5 separate regions of the Mus musculus genome follow, and regions 2, 3, 4 and 5 are each linked to region 1. A link is a contact called in public promoter capture Hi-C data. All regions are on one chromosome and are shown on one strand. Each heading gives the region's core, a stretch centred on a gene start, on an enhancer-like site or on the middle of the called end of the contact. The rest is flanking DNA. Distances are from core to core; before and after follow the strand shown.

Region 1 (3,045 bases), core at 232-2,731:
CCAACATACTCGAGATATTCTTAGTGAAAAATCTGGAACTGTAAAGTGAAGTAAAAGGAGAGGAGAAAATAGAGAATTTATCGCTAGAAACGTGGCAGTCATGGGAGGCTGCAGAGACACAGACATTTGGGGTGGCTGTTAGGGAAGGTGGGGAGGGAAGGCTGCAACGAGGCTGTGCAGAAGACAAAGGGGCTTGAGGCTACAAGAGATAGGTACTGTTGACAGTATGCAAATCAACTCAAGATAAAGAAGAAAGAGAGTCACCCAGACCAGACAGAAATGTAGGGCTTTATGGATGAAGTGTGCTGCTGTGGCTTAACTCTTCCCTCTTCAAAGGGGGCTAAAGAAAAACTTGAATCAGGGTGGACTCAGCAGCCCTTCAACAGACCAAGAGAGTCTAGCGTCCCCTTTCCTGGGGTGGAATCAAATCCTCGTCGCGATTTCAACATTTTAAATGTGTGGAGGAAAACTTGCATTCTCAAAGCAAAGACTTCACAAAGAAGTCAACATGAAACAGATGGAGCGAATCTCTTCTCTTCACAAATCTTAGACTAAATTAAAAAAAAATAACTCTGGGTATCAAATACCTTAGCTAAGGAGATAATTCCTCTGGATTTTGGCTTCCTAGGAAATGACCTCTCTGATAGCGAATCCTCCCCCAACACCTCTGGCACTGAGCATTGTAATATAAGACAATGATGCCGGAAAATGAAAGGCAAAACCCAACCTTCGTCTGTAGCTTTCAGAGTGATTTCGCTCTCAGTACAGACTTAGGCAGGTGTGTCTGAACTCCTTGAAGAGAATGTCCTGGGAGCCGCCTTCTCAGTATCTTGTTATCGACAAACTAAAAGAGATTTGGTTTGGATCTCGGTGGGTTTTTTTTTTCCGGATCCCGCCGGATTCTGCAATTGGGAACCCCGAGCCCCTCCCCAGACCGAGCTAATAAAGAGAAACAGCGGGGAGCCAATCTATTGGACCCTGACCCGTGAAGACTCTAGCTGTAACTCGTGCCGCGGGGAGAGAGGGACCTAGTCGACCTCCCTCTGCTTTAGTTTCTAGCCTGGCGGGCACTCTGAGGGACAGCCAGTCGCCTACCTGCCTGACATCTCCCAGGCCTCGGGGTAGCTGCGCGCCCGGGAGAGCTGTTCCCCTCCGGCTCAGTTCGCCCTCGGCCTCACCTCCCACGCTGCCCGCGACTGTGACCAGCCTGACTCACCCCGGACGGGTGGCGGGGGTTGGGGGATACTTCAGAAGGCGGAGGTACTGGAGGCGGGCTGAGCCCTTCCCCCAGAGCCCAGGAGGAGGCGTAGCCAGAGCGCAGGTGAAACCGACTCCGACCTATCCCGGGAACTTTCGCTGCGGGGACTCGCTGCGACAGGCCAGCGTCGTTCAGGGGCGGCCCAGGAGCCGCCCCCTGCCACCAGGGTTGCGCGCGGGGACTCTGCCTGGGCACCCGCCCCTAGGGACCCTCGGCCCTCCTGGAGCGCCCTGGGGATGCGGGCGGCGCCGGCCTCCGCGGCTGATGGAGGCGGGTGGCGCCACCCTGGGCGCAGGTGACACTCTCCAGGCCTGGGTTTCGGTCGAAGGGGAAGTGCGCTGGGAGCTCGAGACGCAGCCGCCCCAGGGACTAAGGACCCAGCAGCGATGGCCGGAGAGCTGAGCCAGGAGGCACTGCTGGACTTTCTGTGCCAGGCCGGGGGCCGAGTGCGTAACGCAGAGCTGCTGAGCCACTTCAAGAGCTTCCTGCGCGACCCTCACGTGTCTCCAGGCCAGCTGCAGGAGCGTCGCGAGCGCTTCAAGGGCTTCGTGAACTCGGTGGCCGCAGTGCGCCAGGACCCCGACGGCACCAAGTACGTGGTGCTCAAGAGGAGGTACAGGGACCTACTGGGGGAGGAGGGCCTGCAGCGACCGGGCCCTGTAGATGGAAAGCCGCGGGGCCACCGCCGCCGTGACCCGGAGCCGCAGAAGCCGCCGGCAGGTGCGGGGACCCAGGTGGACGTAGGTGGCAGCGCGCAGAAGGTGGCCGGGCCAGACCCCAGCCCGGAGGACAGCCCGAACCAGAGGACACCGGAGCCAGAGGCTGCTCAAGCCAGAGGCAGGTGTGCGGCTGTGGGGACGCGAGGACGCTGCTGCTGGGAGTGCCAGCAGAACGGCTGGGGACAGTCCACCGGACAGCCGCTGCCAGAAGATCTCGGAGACCCTGCAGTCGCCTGCGAGAAGCCGGAGCGCGCTGCACCTGCCCGGGATGACCTCGGAGCTCCGGGGTGGCTGAGGGAAGGAGAGGCCGCCGAGCACGCGCCTGGATCTGTACCGCCTGTCTGGCCTCCGACCGCCGTCGAGGCTGCTGGCAGCCCGACGTCCCCGCCTGCTCTCCCGCCCCACCCGGCGCCCTCCAGAGAGCCACTGGAGCTGTTTACCGCCGGCTCCCCGAACCATTCAACCCAGCAGCTGCAGCAACAGCACCAGCGCACTCAAGAGTGGGTAGCCAGATACCTGCAGGTGCCTGAGCCCGAGATCCAGGCGCCCACTCGCGCCTGGTCGGTGTTGCCAGACAACTTCCTCCAGCTACCTTCAGAAACCGCCTTTGGGGTCTCGGAGACCAGCTCGGCGCTGCCAGAGCCCGCTCTGTCTTTTCATTCTCTCCTTCCCGTGGTTCTCGATGAGTCCTCAGAATCCTGGCCAGGGAACGCTCCATCTACCGTCTTTCGAAGCATTCGTTGTCAGCTGTCCCTCCAGGATCTGAATGACTTTGTGGAGCAAGAGAGCCATGGAAGTGAGGAGAGCAGCAGTGGACCCAAAGAATCTCCCGGAACCCCCGAAGAGGGGCTGCAACCTGTCTTGAGAACTTCCTCCTGGGGGGAGCTCAGGGATCCAGTTGAGGATCTGTTTTTGCCACCAAACGACAGCCCTTGCCTGATCCGGCGGGACCTCGGATATAGAGGGAATGCGCCCAGTTTTCGGAAGGTCCCAACAGTGGCTAAAAGCCTTGGAGACCACCCCCAAGAGCCCTTCCCTGCCCTCAAGTTCCGAAGGTCTGTCAGGAGG
Region 2 (3,045 bases), core at 236-2,735, 440 kb after region 1:
AGCACAAGGCCCAGCCTCACATGCTGGTGGCTTCTATAGAACAAAGGATTACATGGCTACCCTGCACCTGAGAGTACACCTGAACTCCCTGGCAGTGAATACAAGACGGGCCAGCTCCAGCTAACTGGAAAGCATAGCAGTCAGTGTGAAGAAAACCGAGAACAAGACTGAGTGGAGCTGGGGGGGGGGGGTGTGGTGGGGGTGGGGAGGGCTTGAGGGAAAAGTAATGTCTTCAACAAGCACAAGATTTTCCCATCCCACCCACCCTCCTTAATAAGTACATACAGTTATAAAAACTATTCTTAAAAGTATACTATCCAAGTTCTCTAAAACCCTGGCTTCATTCCTGGCGACCTCTCCTAGAAGCCTGACCGCCCTAAAACCATAAATCAGCAGGGGTTAGGAGAACTCTGCGCTACATGTTTGCCTCTTTTTAATGATGACCTTCAAAGTGAGATGTCAGCAAATATTACTCTGGAGTCCTAATTTTCTGAAGAACCTTTTATCAAAACCCAGCCGTGGGAAAGATTTTCACGTAGTAGCTACAAATGACCACCACTAAAAATAAGTTCTGCCAGGCAGCTGGGCAAAGGGCACAGGAGGTAAGGGTTTGTGCCAGTGCACACTGATTGCCTGATGCAGGGTCTCTAAAATGTAGATTTAAACTTAGGTGACAATTCTCATCAGAGTTCGATTCCCTAGTAGGCCACCACTTGTTCACACGCCAGCACAAAGCCTCAGCTACAGTGGCCTTCATGACCTAAGTCTAAGCTGAATTTTACTTTCCTGAAAAAGCTGCCCAGATAGTAGGAAGTGAGTGTTCATAAGCCCCAGATCTAAGGAGGGGTGTGGTATGTCAGCGACTGGGACTCAGAAGATGTCCCTCTCAGCTTCAGCAGGAACTGAAGAGTTGTGAGATGCCCCCCCCCCCCCAAGCCATCCTCGTACACTGCTCCAAGTGCGGCCAGGCGGAGGAGCCTGTGCCCGCTGAGGCGGCAGAAGCTGGGCGCGGCCTCTGGAGGACCCGCGTGGCCTCTCCAGGACAGGACAACCCCAGAACGCGATGAGGGCTGAAGAAGGTTCAGTCCGAGGTCGGGGAAGGTGGTCCACCAGAACCCACCCGCATGGCTCCAAGTGCCTTTCGTTTCCCCTTCCCCGGAGAACTTCAAAACAACTAGCTCGAGGGGAGGAAGAATACCTGCTTTGGAGACCAGCTCCCGATCGGAAGGTTCAGGGCTCAGGCCGCCACTGCCACCACCACCCGGACCGTCTCCCGGGGCCGCAGCCTCCCCAGGAGGTGCGCCCTTCTGCGGCGGCTCCGCAACCCCGTCTTTCCCCGGGGCCCCAGAGTCTCCCCGCAGCAGCCACAGGATGAGCGCTCCAGCTAGACCCCCGCCGACCAGCAGGGCTGACCAGACGGCGCCCATGGCTGAGAGAGGCTGAGGGAGACTACGAGCCCCAGTGCAGGGCTCCGCTCACCCGAACGGCCACACCCACCCCGCCCGCCCCATCCTTTTAAGGTTCTTGGCCGCCAGCCCAGCCTTCCACGGCCGCCGCGAATTTTCCTGGCCCCGCCTCCCGCCCCGCTCGCCCCGCCCCGCAACCCGGCTCTCGCCCACTCCCATCACCGCTGCCGGCCCTTCCACACCTGGTCCCGCTCCACTTTATCCCACGCCAGAAGAGCCCGGTTACGCACAGCTCCGAGCCAGGAGATGGGCGCCCGGAGCTCTGAGGCCGGAGAAGGCTCTCACTGGACGGTTAGCACAATTAGGGGTGGAGAGAGTAAGGATCGTGGGGAGGGCGCAGGGGCTTAGGGGAAGCTCCAATCCATCCCCAGCTTTCTCAAATCTCTACATAAAGGCCCACCACCTCCGCCAATCTTGTTCGCCTTTACCTCTGGGACCTCCTACACTCTTTTTTTTAAAAAAAGGTTCTAGACTAGCCTAGAAGTCTTTCCGTACCCCAGGCTGCCTCAAACTCGAAATTCTCTCCCGTTTCCAGTGGGGAGTTACAGGCTCTGGCGCTCTCTCTCTCTCTCTCTCTCTCTCTTCCTCTCTCTCTCTCTCTCTTCCTCTCTCTCTCTCTCTCTCTCTTCCTCTCTCTCTCTCTCTCTCTCTTCCTCTCTCTCTCTCTCTTCCTCTCTCTCTCTCTCTCTCTCTCTCTCTCTCTCTCTCTCTCTCTCTCTCTCGCCACGCGTGTTGCTGCACACCCACCCACCCAGCTGAACTGGATGTTGCCCAGACACGGAGCCCCTACAAGTAAATATTAATAAAGCAGCAACCCTTTATCAAAGCATCATATAGTCAAAGTGTTTTGTGTATGAACTTAAATTGGTCCTCACACAACAGAAATCCTGTGAAGGAAGGACCACACTGCTGTGCTGATGTGCACACTACTCAGGGTAAAGAGCCGGGTGTTTTACCTGGAGTCTTTCCTTTAAACACATACATCCTGTTGCTGAGGCCACAGCTGGAAAGTATATGCCTTGCAATTATTGCTAACATGGCTCCCTCTGGGAGGATCAATCACTCAACAGTGCACCTCGCTGGATCACTGAGATCACAAGAGATCACACATCTCCTGAGAGAGACTTCCTGGTGGGTTGCTCCTCTCTTGGCATAGGCTGCAACTGGTAGAGAGGTGGAGAACAGAGCAATACTGACTCCTGTTTTATTATTAAATTATTTAACTTTCAAATAGACTGTTGCTATACCTGTAGATCAGAGCATCACTCAGCCCTCCTCAGAGAAGCTGCTTCCTGCAGTAGAGGGGAACTAGCACAGAGACCCACAACTGGACCGTGTGGAGAGAGAGACTTTGGAGCTTTCAGTCCTAAATGGGATGACTTTTTTAAATTATCCCCTAAAGGCTCAGGGATCTAAGTGGAAGAGGAGGTGGATGGTGGAAGAAGGAAGCCAGGGGTAGTGGATAACTCCACCGAGACAGTGTCTGGCAGATACAACGGGACTCGAAACACTTACGCACTCACAGAGATTGTAACGACTTGAAAAACACCTGCAGAAGCCCAAACCAGAGAGAATCCCA
Region 3 (3,045 bases), core at 263-2,762, 350 kb after region 1:
CGCCCCATCATGGGCTGAATCTTCAACTGTGAGCCAGAGGGAAGTCTTGCTTCTTTCAGTGCTTTATCAGGCACTTTGTATTAGCAACGATAAGCTGTAATCTTGCTGGACAGCGCTGGTGCACATGTTAGATCCCAGCAATTGGGAGGCAGAGGCAGGTGACTCTCTCTGAGCCTGAGGGCAGCAGCCTGGCCAACAGTGTTGAGTTCTAAGACAGTCAGGGCTACACAGAAATCCTGGCTCAACAATCAAACAACAACAAAAAACAAAATATAAATAAATAAATAAATAAATAAATAAATAAATAAACTGCAACTGTACATTTGCATGTTTTACTGCACGTAAGTCATGCTTAAGTGCGACACTTTAAATAAAATAATTTAACTAGCCAATGAAAGCATGAAACAAAAGAAAAAAATAAGAGTAGGCCTACTCTAAGGATAAGAATTTAATATAAGATGAAAAAAATGTTTATTTTCCTCCTCCTCCTTCTCATTAACCCACCCACATACCCACATGGTGCTGAGAACCGAACTCAAACTTCACCCAGGGAGGAAAGCACTCTATCATTGAGCTACATCCCCGGACCAACACAACTTTCATTTTAATGAATGAAAGCATAAATAGATTTAGATAATTCTGGTACCAGCAAAGATAAAATCTGAGTCCTCTGTGTTTATGTGTGTGTGTGTGTGTGTGTATGATGTGTACGTATGTATGAAAGTCTCACATTGCATATGTAGAGGTCAGAGGACAACCTTGGATGCCCCTCCTCCTTTGTTTCACACAGGGTCTCTGTCGTCTGCCTCTGTATATGCCAGGCTAGCAGACTTGCAAGCGTCCGGGGATGCTGCCTCCTCCTCCTCCACTCCCCATCTTGCTGTAGGAATGCGGTGATTGCGTGATTGCGCATGCATCAACTGCATCTGGCTCTACACAGGTCCGGGAGGTCCGAACTCTGGTCCTCATGCTCGTATCTCCCCAGTTCCCCACCCCTTCCTTCCTTTTTTAAAACTATAAGTACGTTTGCCAGCCATGAGACACAGTGTAGGAGATGAACGCTTTTGAAGTAACTGGAGAAGAAATCATACGGTGATACAGAAATGGTACCTGCTGGAAATCTGTGCAAATTCAAAACCCGCTTTAGACCGGCTCCTGTGAAAGTTGGGTTAAGCTCTGGAGCAGGAATGTATTCAGAGGTCAACAGCCAGAGAGAAGGTGGGGGTGGGGGCTGCCCGGCAGTGATTCACTTGGTAGTTTAAAACTGCCTTTTATTCTTATTCCTGTAACCTCTATAGAACCCGTGAAGAATGGGGGTGTTTTCTCTAATGCATGGAATTGTAGTAACAGACCAAAGTCTCCTTGAACACTGCCAGTAAAGAAAACGCAGCATCTGTGACTGGCTAAACTGGGTGGGATGGTAACCTAATCTGTAGCTGCTGTTTGAATCCTGTTCATTATAATCATGTAGCGCCGTACAGTGAGAATGCACTGGGAGGTTTTCAACGCGAGCGTTTTCAAAGACTACATTCCTCATTAGACCTTCCCCATTAAGCCATGCTTGAGTGATGCTACACAGCTGAATACTTGGGATTTTTTCCCCCTCTTGTCTCAGTCTGAAGACAAAGGATTCTTCCGCTTGCCAAAGTTCCCCCAGAGCCTAGGTTGAGGCGCTGTGACAGCGCTCCGGTGGGGAGCGGGGAGCTTTTTATTCAGCTTTCTGTCAGGCCTCATTCACTAAATAGGGATCGGGTTGGACCCGTATATGAAGACCCCCCCCCGCCCCCCAAAAAAATTCAGTGGAGGAAAACGTTGCCCAGGCAGAGCCTTGCATCCTGTTTGCCTTCAGAGATGCTGAGTCATGATGCACACAAGGCTTAAGGACCAGATTCTTTTGGTTCTAACTTCTTCACAGACACAGCATCATCAGCAAGTTTGCTATTAGTGCTAGCTGGGAGGATAGCCCTGGGTTCAACACCCAGTATTAAAAAAGGAAGGAAGGAAGGAAGGAAGGAAGGAAGGAAGGAAGGAAGGAAGGAAGGGGAAGCCTTGTAGGTAGGTAGGTAGGTAGGTAGGTATACTATTCCATTCCTAACTCCACCCCAGCTCCCTCTCCCCCATCTTAGGCCCCCATTGATCTACTGTGTGTCCTTGGATTTGCCTTTTCTGGGTTGCATGTTCTTTTGTGCTGGCTTCTTTCAGCAAGCATCAGGTCTTTGAGGTCCGTCCATCTTGTAACATATATATCTCACCATATCCAGTTCCTCTTTCCTGACAAGTTGTATTCCATTGCGTTCTATATTACATTTTGTTTATACAGCCGATGGCCATTTGGATCTTTTTACACTTATTGGTTAGCATGAAATTGTGAGTCCATAGGCAGTTAAGTCCTTCTATGGATGTATCTTTAAATATAGGTCACGGGTTTTACATTGTAAGGATTGCATTACTTTTTAATGTACTCCATACATGTGAGTATCAGCATGTATGTATGTCCATGTGCATGTGGCAGGAAGGTGTGATCTGCTGGATGTGGGTGCTGGGAACTGAACTCTGATCCTCTGAAAGAGCAGTGTGTTCTCTTAACTGCTGAGCCATCGCTCCAGCCCCAAATTTTCTATTTATTAGTGTATATCATTGTACAAAGTGAAGGGCCTCACCAGGACATTTGCATTGAAGTATGTCATGTATTTGGCCATATTCACCCCCTTACCCTCTCCTTCCTTTTCCTTAACAGCTCCCTACTACCTTTTGTATGGTGTGAGAAGGCATCATATCCCATGATTGTGAGCCACCATGTGGTTGCTGGGAATTGAACTCAGGACCTCTGGAAGAGCACCTCAGTGCTCTTAACTGCTGAGCCATTTCTCCAGCCCACCAAGGCAGCTCTTATGAGGACAATATTTAATTGGAGCTTACAGCTTCAAAGGTTCAGCCCATTATCATCAAGGTGGGAGCATGGCAGCATCCAGGCAGACATGGTGCTGGAGGAGCTAAGAGTTCTACATCTTATTCTGAAGACAAACAGAAGACTAGCTCCCACAT
Region 4 (3,045 bases), core at 375-2,874, 330 kb after region 1:
TCTGCCCACAGCCATCATGAACATCGCCTTTGGCCTTAAAGCTTAGATACAGGAAGTGACCACAGCTTCCACGCTTGGGGCAGGTAAGAAGGTGGCCCACCCAAGTCCCTAACACTACAGAACTTTGATCTCCCTACCCCATCCACTGCCCCTCACCTATGCCCATAGCACATTCTACACCTGACATGAAGCACACATGCTCTTATGTTTGTCTGCTTGATGGAGACAGAGTATCATGTAGCCCAGGCTGGCCTCAAGTTCACTACAGAGCCACTAGAGCTGGAATCGTTGATCTGCCTGCCTCCAATGTTGCCTGAGTGCTGGGATTAGAGCTGTGCACCACAATATCAGTTTTATTTGGTGCGGAGGAATCCAGGCCTTCACGCATGCAAGCCAAGTGCTCTACCAGTCAAGCTACCTACACTCAAATCTTGTGTCCTTCTATTCTGAACTTGAAGCACCCTCTCCCAGCCCCCTAATCTTGCCACGTATTCTCTGCAGTGTGCTCCGGCCCACTCACCGCCATTTTCTTCCAAACGAGTCATCCCTTCACAAGGTAAAGTCATTTATTCTCATGACAATCCCTTGACTTCCTGTGGCATCTGTCTGTCAGAATAACAACCTCACACCACCTATTCCCAGGTTTTTACATTTTATTTTAATTCATTTTTATGTACCTGAGTGTTTTGCCTGCATGTTTGTCTGTGTGCCACATGCATGAGAAAGCCAGGGAGGGCATCAGATTCCCTGGACCTAGAGTTACAGTTGGTTGTGAGCCGCCATGTTGGTGCTAGAGATCCAACTCTGGTCCTCTGTGAGGGCAACTAGTGCTCTTCACTGCCAAGCCATCTCTGCAGCCCCTACTTCCTGGTGCCTATACTCTAGGCTGTGGCCTGCTGAAGAAAACGATGCCGCCGTCCAGGCTGGCTCCCCACACAGATATCATGGTCTCTCACCTAGGTTTACAATCAAACCATTCCCTCTCTCCACATCAGCCACCCAACCGTATCCTCAACCACCACGTCTGCCGTCCTCCCTCACATCAGGAGACTAAATTCTAAACACTAAAACTCTATATACTTCCTGCTCCTACAATACCAGGCTGGGGTTCTCAGAAGTAGAGCCAGAGCCTGTCACAGGAGGAAGGACATTCTTGGGGGAACCCTGGAAGGACACAGAAAAAGCCAGATGGTCTGGAAGTTGAGCTGTGAGAACATTGGACACTTGTTCTCAGCCTGTTCCCTCAGGGTCTCTGAGGCACAAATAGCATATAAGGTTACCCACTTTGAGGCAAGAAGCCACATTTTAGTAATTAAAATGTTGAAGGAGGTCATCCCAGGAGGAAGGCACCTTTAGACCTTAGAGTAAATATGGGGGTTGAGGGTATGGGGGTGGTACATGTGTGTGAGGAGAGCATGTGAGCCAAGGTATGCAATAGGCTAAGCTGTATCCCTTGCCCTTTTATTTTGTGACAGGGTGTTGATACGTTCCCTGGATTGGCCTTGAATTCACTCAAGAGCCCCAGTGGCCCTTGAACTTTTGATCCTCCTACGTCAGGCTACTCAGTAGCTGGGATCCAGTCCTGTGCTACCAAGCCTGGCTATGAGTATACTTTCCCATGGGAGCATAGCCAATAGAGCAGCTGGGGACTTGGGTCACACACATCACCAACAACAGCTCTTTGGACATCTAAGGCCACACTTTTCCTGAACCCCCCCCCCCCCCCCCGCACCCACTAGCTGTGACCTCTCACCTCTGCACTCAGTCCTTCAGCAGTCTGCCACCTTGAGCTTGTGAGCTCCCAGACAGTGGCCATCCTTTCTTCTCAGCATTTCCAGTATCTAGCCCATGGAATAAACCTGGCTGAGTGGATTTTGTACTCATCGGTACAAATTCTAGAAGGTTTTTCAAGCCCGGTGTGTCAGAGTTGATTGTCAAGGTTTGGGTGGTCCTTGGGATTGAGCCTAGCACTTCATGCATTTTGGGCAAGTACTCTACCACTGAGCTACATCTCCAGCCCAAGCTTTACTCTCTTAAATAGAAGAGTTGTTCTTTTGCACTTTCAATAGATTGTGCAGATGACAAACTTCAGCACCCCCTTTAGAACTGACCTTGAACAATGATCTCCAAATGGCCTCTACTTGCCAAAGTCCTTATCTCCCTTATTGGGCATCAAAGGCCCCAGCCTAAGAACCAGTGTGCAACTGAGAGGCCCCACAAATAGCCCCTCCTGCTACTTTCCTTCCATTGAATAATCAAGAAGCCAGGCTTGAGGGAAAGGTACTTGGGCACCAGGCACCTCCCTGAGTGACATCCAAAGGGACTTGAGTGTCACCAACAGCATGTTCTGACAGGGCCTCTTTCTTCCTCTTGACAATGCTTTTAGTCTAAAGGCCTGGTAGTGCCCTCAGATGTTCACCATCTGGGAGAGATGACCTCCATGTCTTGCATTTAGCAGCTCCCTCTAGTTCATAGGAAAGCACAGTTGCCCAACCTGGAGGTGCTAAGTGATCTTGTTTGACAAACAGGAACAAACTCAGCAGCACACAGCACTGATTCCCACCCCTGGAGCACCACAGGCAACCGGCAAACTGGAGTGAAATCCCAGGGCTAGCCCCTCCTGCATCAGTAGAGGAGACTCATGCTTTCTCCTCCTATAGAGATGGTCTCCAGGGACAAGTGCTATGAAACTATAGAGTGATGAGCTGAAATCAAATCTGAAAAGGCCCAGAAAGCTAGGAAGGAACTGGAGAAATATGGCAATCACTTTCCTGTTGAGAAACTGTCCACAGAGCAGGAAATGGATGCAAGGCACACGGGGACAGAGGTCAGTCCAGTCAGAGAAGGAGCAGTAATAAAGAGGGAAAACAGTGAAGAAGGGCCAACCTGTTTGCTGCCAATTCCAGAACAGGACCAAAAATTAAAATAGAAAACAATAACAAACAACAAACCCAACAAAAACAAAGCCAAGACAGAACCGTAAAATATAAAATTTTCCCTTTATGTTAAAGCCAAGAGTGAAAAAAAGAGGCGGGTAAAAGAGAG
Region 5 (3,045 bases), core at 273-2,772, 290 kb after region 1:
CCACCCTCTCATTGCTTAACTGCTGGAAAGCTGGACTTCAGGATCTTCATCAGGAAAGCGTTAAATCCTTTCCAACGCTAGTGCCGGTGTTATTAATGGCAGGACCTCGTGTACTCAACTCTTGTCTTAATTTCACCTACTCTTGTTTACAGTTGATTCATACTCAAGTGGTCCCAGGACAATCTAATTCTGAGTGTCCTTGATCACCCTCCAGGGCCTGAAAGTCAACATGAGTAAAGACCCTAAACTTCCCTACACCCCCAAAGCCAGCTAGAGCAGTCAGATAAATATTCTAAATGATTTTAGGGTCACAACTCTTGAGAGGAGAGTGGTAGGTAGCTAGACAGATGTTAGCAGGTTTGGAGATCATTGAGGAAGAAACCCCCTTCTTTACAGAATCCTCCCCATTTCAAGAACCCTCTAATGAGGATGTCAAGTTAGAAATGAACATACCAGTCCACTGTGTACCTTTCTCCCTATCTATAGAAACAAAGTCTAGGACACTAGCCATGACTCTGAGAAGTTGTTCAATTTTTGTTAAATAGTGACAATTTCCCAAAACCATAGTAATCAGCATTCTAGAACCAAAGTCTAAATTCTCACTGTACCCTACCCTTGCAGGCCGCTGAAGATACTGTCTGTAAGGTATGTTCATTGCTCACCTGATATTCTTTTACTCACACTTATTAGTCTTCTACTCCTAGCAGCTGTCAGTCTCAGGTCAGGAAAGGGCAGCAGCTTTCCAACCTCCTTTTCTGTAACCCTTCCTACCTCCTAACTACCTGGGCTTCTAAGTGGAAGACTAACTCTGATTTTTTTTTTTTTTTTTTTGTTTTTCGAGACAGGGTTTCTCTGTGTAGCCCTGGCTGTCCTGGCACTCACTTTGTAGACCAGGCTGGCCTCGAACTCAGAAATCTGCCTGCCTTTGTGCTGGGATTAAAGGCATGCGCCACCACGCCCGGTTAACTCTGATTTTTACAGATACCATCTGCATAGCTTTTTTTCACCCACGAAATGCCCACACTGTCTTGAAAAACAGTTTAGGAGCCAGAGCAATGCCTCATCCACTGTTTAAGAGCACACAAGGCTTCTCTTCTAGAGGAATTGAGCTTGGCTCCCAGCACCAGCATCCGGCAGCTCACAACTGCCTGCCAGGGCAGCCGCAGGGAATCTGACACTGTCTTCTGGCATCTGTGAGCACCTGCACCCAGGTGCACATGCCCACACATTGTCTTACAAATATACATGTCTGTTGAGGTAAATCTCCAATCCAAATATGCCCTGGCAATGTAAACACAACACAATTAATATGAATACATGCTGTGTACCTAGATTGGGTAGATCTACTGCTACACTACCAGCTTCCCTATCTATGAGACCCCTTAAAACTTGCGGAATCTCCAGGCCGTGTGCTTCTGCTCTGCTTTTCTTCTTCTTCCTCCTCTCCTTGCTCTCTCTCAAACCTCCTTCTTGTCTTTTTGCTCCTCTACCCAATTGTCAGCTCTCCTTTATTTTACAAATTAAGGTGGGAAGCAGGTTTACAGGAAATCACCTGAGTGCTGACTCATTCCTTGTTTGCAGCCACTCATAGAACGGAATTAACATCAAATATAATCAGCTCCAGAGCTATCCACAACACACGTCATTTAAAAATTTTAATATATTTTAAATTTTAAAATAAATAAAGAGCCATCTAGTGGTTCTTAACCTACTTCAAAGCTCATGAATTTGTTTTTACTATGTAGCCCAGGCTGATCTTGAACTCTTAGGTTTAAGCAATCATCTTCCATTTCAGCTTCACACTTTTAATGGTCTTCTGGGCTGACCACAGTCTTCTAGTCTGTTCTGTCTCTCCATAATGTCTTTTCCAACTCTCCCTGCCCCAGGGTTTTTTCACATTAGTCTCACTTCTTCCCTGAGACCCTCCACAGAACTCCCAATCATGAGATGAGACAGAGACTGGAATAGCAGGGAGGAGGAAAGAGAAAAAGATATGCAAACTCTGAGGTTCTCCTAAGGCCAGCGACCTGTTACTTTGATTTAATTATTACAACCTAGGAGATGAGGATAATTGCAATTACTTTACAATTAACAGGGACACAGACTGGGATTAAAGTCATAGTTTTGTTTTGTTTTTTGTTTGTTTGTTTTAAAGTCTCTAGTCATTGTCAAATATCCAATGAAAAGTCTAGCCCAGGGCTAAGGAGATTGCTCAATGGCTAATAGTTCTTACAGAACTTAAGGTTCCTATAGGGGGCCAGAGTTTGCTTCCCAGCACCCATGTTAGGGGGCCTTCAACCACCTTCAGCTCCAGTGGACCTGACACCCTTTTCTAGCCTCTGAGAACATGTTTTCATATGTATCAATTCCATATAGACACACAAAAATACATACATACACATACATACACACATGGAATTTAAATGGTGTCATCATATAATAGGAGAGACAAAACCCCAATTAGACATTTTATGCCATCAAATAGAACCTCCAGGGCAAGGAATGGATTGCATGTTGTTGAGTCATTGGCCAAAAGTTCAATAGATGCCTCCTACCCGTAAATACCACAAACTATTTTAAGGGCATTTATTAGTCTCCACAATCTGATGATAAGGCGGTGTTGCTGAAAGCAACACTTACTTATGTCACAGAATGGGAAAAATCAAGTTGGTGCCCAACTAGAAGCTTAATCTCCCACTGACTAGTGTTCATGGTACCAGAAAGTATCCTGTACAACACCAGAGGAGAAAAATAATAACCAATATTGCCCAGCTACAAAGCCTGTGATCTACAACAGTATCCAGGGCATTCATGTGCAATACTGGCACAAACGTTACAGGAATAACCAACCACTTTTTGGTTGGACTTAAGGCCACTCCATGAGACAAAATCTATACCTGACACTGCTAAAGAGGTAAAAAAACTGAGGCTAATATGTTATGGACCTAGAAAAAATTCTAATATTATCCTGATAAGGAAAATCATAAAAAATGACTCCTACTAACATATTGCTATACACATAGATGAGTGTATCACTCAGCTCTC

The links. Promoter capture Hi-C pulls out the DNA fragments that hold promoters and counts their contacts.
Region 2: a promoter capture Hi-C map of second pharyngeal arch cranial neural crest shows a contact between it and region 1. The contact joins the promoter of Stbd1 here to the promoter of Sowahb in region 1. A contact is called at or near these places in 4 of 39 promoter capture datasets (cranial neural crest, embryonic stem cells, maxillary cranial neural crest and 1 more).
Region 3: a contact with region 1 is called in a promoter capture Hi-C map of embryonic stem cells. The contact joins the enhancer-like site here to the promoter of Sowahb in region 1. A contact is called at or near these places in 8 of 39 promoter capture datasets (the HPC-7 cell line, HPC-7-derived erythroid cells, cranial neural crest and 5 more), 2 of 484 Hi-C or Micro-C datasets (both in embryonic stem cells), 3 of 115 datasets of contacts at active chromatin or transcription factors (embryonic forebrain, embryonic stem cells and stem cell-derived neural progenitor cells) and 2 of 9 other capture datasets (embryonic stem cells and pancreatic islet).
Region 4: a contact with region 1 is called in a promoter capture Hi-C map of liver. The contact joins the enhancer-like site here to the promoter of Sowahb in region 1. A contact is called at or near these places in 11 of 39 promoter capture datasets (the 3T3-L1 cell line, the HPC-7 cell line, HPC-7-derived erythroid cells and 8 more), 6 of 484 Hi-C or Micro-C datasets (cerebellar granule neurons, cerebral cortex, cortical neurons and 2 more), 2 of 115 datasets of contacts at active chromatin or transcription factors (craniofacial prominence and kidney) and 1 of 9 other capture datasets (pancreatic islet).
Region 5: a promoter capture Hi-C map of embryonic stem cells shows a contact between it and region 1. The contact joins the enhancer-like site here to the promoter of Sowahb in region 1. A contact is called at or near these places in 8 of 39 promoter capture datasets (3T3-L1-derived adipocytes, cranial neural crest, embryonic stem cells and 4 more) and 2 of 115 datasets of contacts at active chromatin or transcription factors (embryonic stem cells and extraembryonic endoderm stem cells).

The regions. Positions count from the first base shown.
Region 1 is chr5:93,043,458-93,046,502 of GRCm38.p6, reverse strand. Sowahb (sosondowah ankyrin repeat domain family member B) reads left to right here and starts at 1,481. Exons shown (of 1, transcript NM_175270.4): 1 at 1,481-3,045. The coding sequence starts at 1,645.
Region 2 is chr5:92,601,491-92,604,535 of GRCm38.p6, reverse strand. Stbd1 (starch binding domain 1) reads right to left here and starts at 1,485. Exons shown (of 2, transcript NM_175096.3): 1 at 1,199-1,485. The coding sequence starts at 1,427.
Region 3 is chr5:92,697,153-92,700,197 of GRCm38.p6, reverse strand. The region is part of intron 1 of Shroom3 (shroom family member 3); the gene reads right to left. Among named protein-coding and RNA genes, the nearest start is that of Shroom3, 15 kb to the right of the region's middle. Within about 2 kb of position 1,512, at least 77 of the 459 cell types and tissues checked have an H3K27ac peak or open chromatin away from gene starts, as enhancers often do. A contact at or near this core is called in embryonic forebrain, embryonic stem cells and stem cell-derived neural progenitor cells, where this site is marked.
Region 4 is chr5:92,717,615-92,720,659 of GRCm38.p6, reverse strand. The region is part of intron 1 of Shroom3 (shroom family member 3); the gene reads right to left. Among named protein-coding and RNA genes, the nearest start is that of Shroom3, 36 kb to the right of the region's middle. Within about 2 kb of position 1,624, at least 5 of the 459 cell types and tissues checked have an H3K27ac peak or open chromatin away from gene starts, as enhancers often do. A contact at or near this core is called in liver, where this site is marked.
Region 5 is chr5:92,753,573-92,756,617 of GRCm38.p6, reverse strand. All of the region lies in intron 1 of Shroom3 (shroom family member 3), which reads right to left. Among named protein-coding and RNA genes, the nearest start is that of Mir1961, 33 kb to the left of the region's middle. Within about 2 kb of position 1,522, at least 12 of the 459 cell types and tissues checked have an H3K27ac peak or open chromatin away from gene starts, as enhancers often do. A contact at or near this core is called in embryonic stem cells, where this site is marked.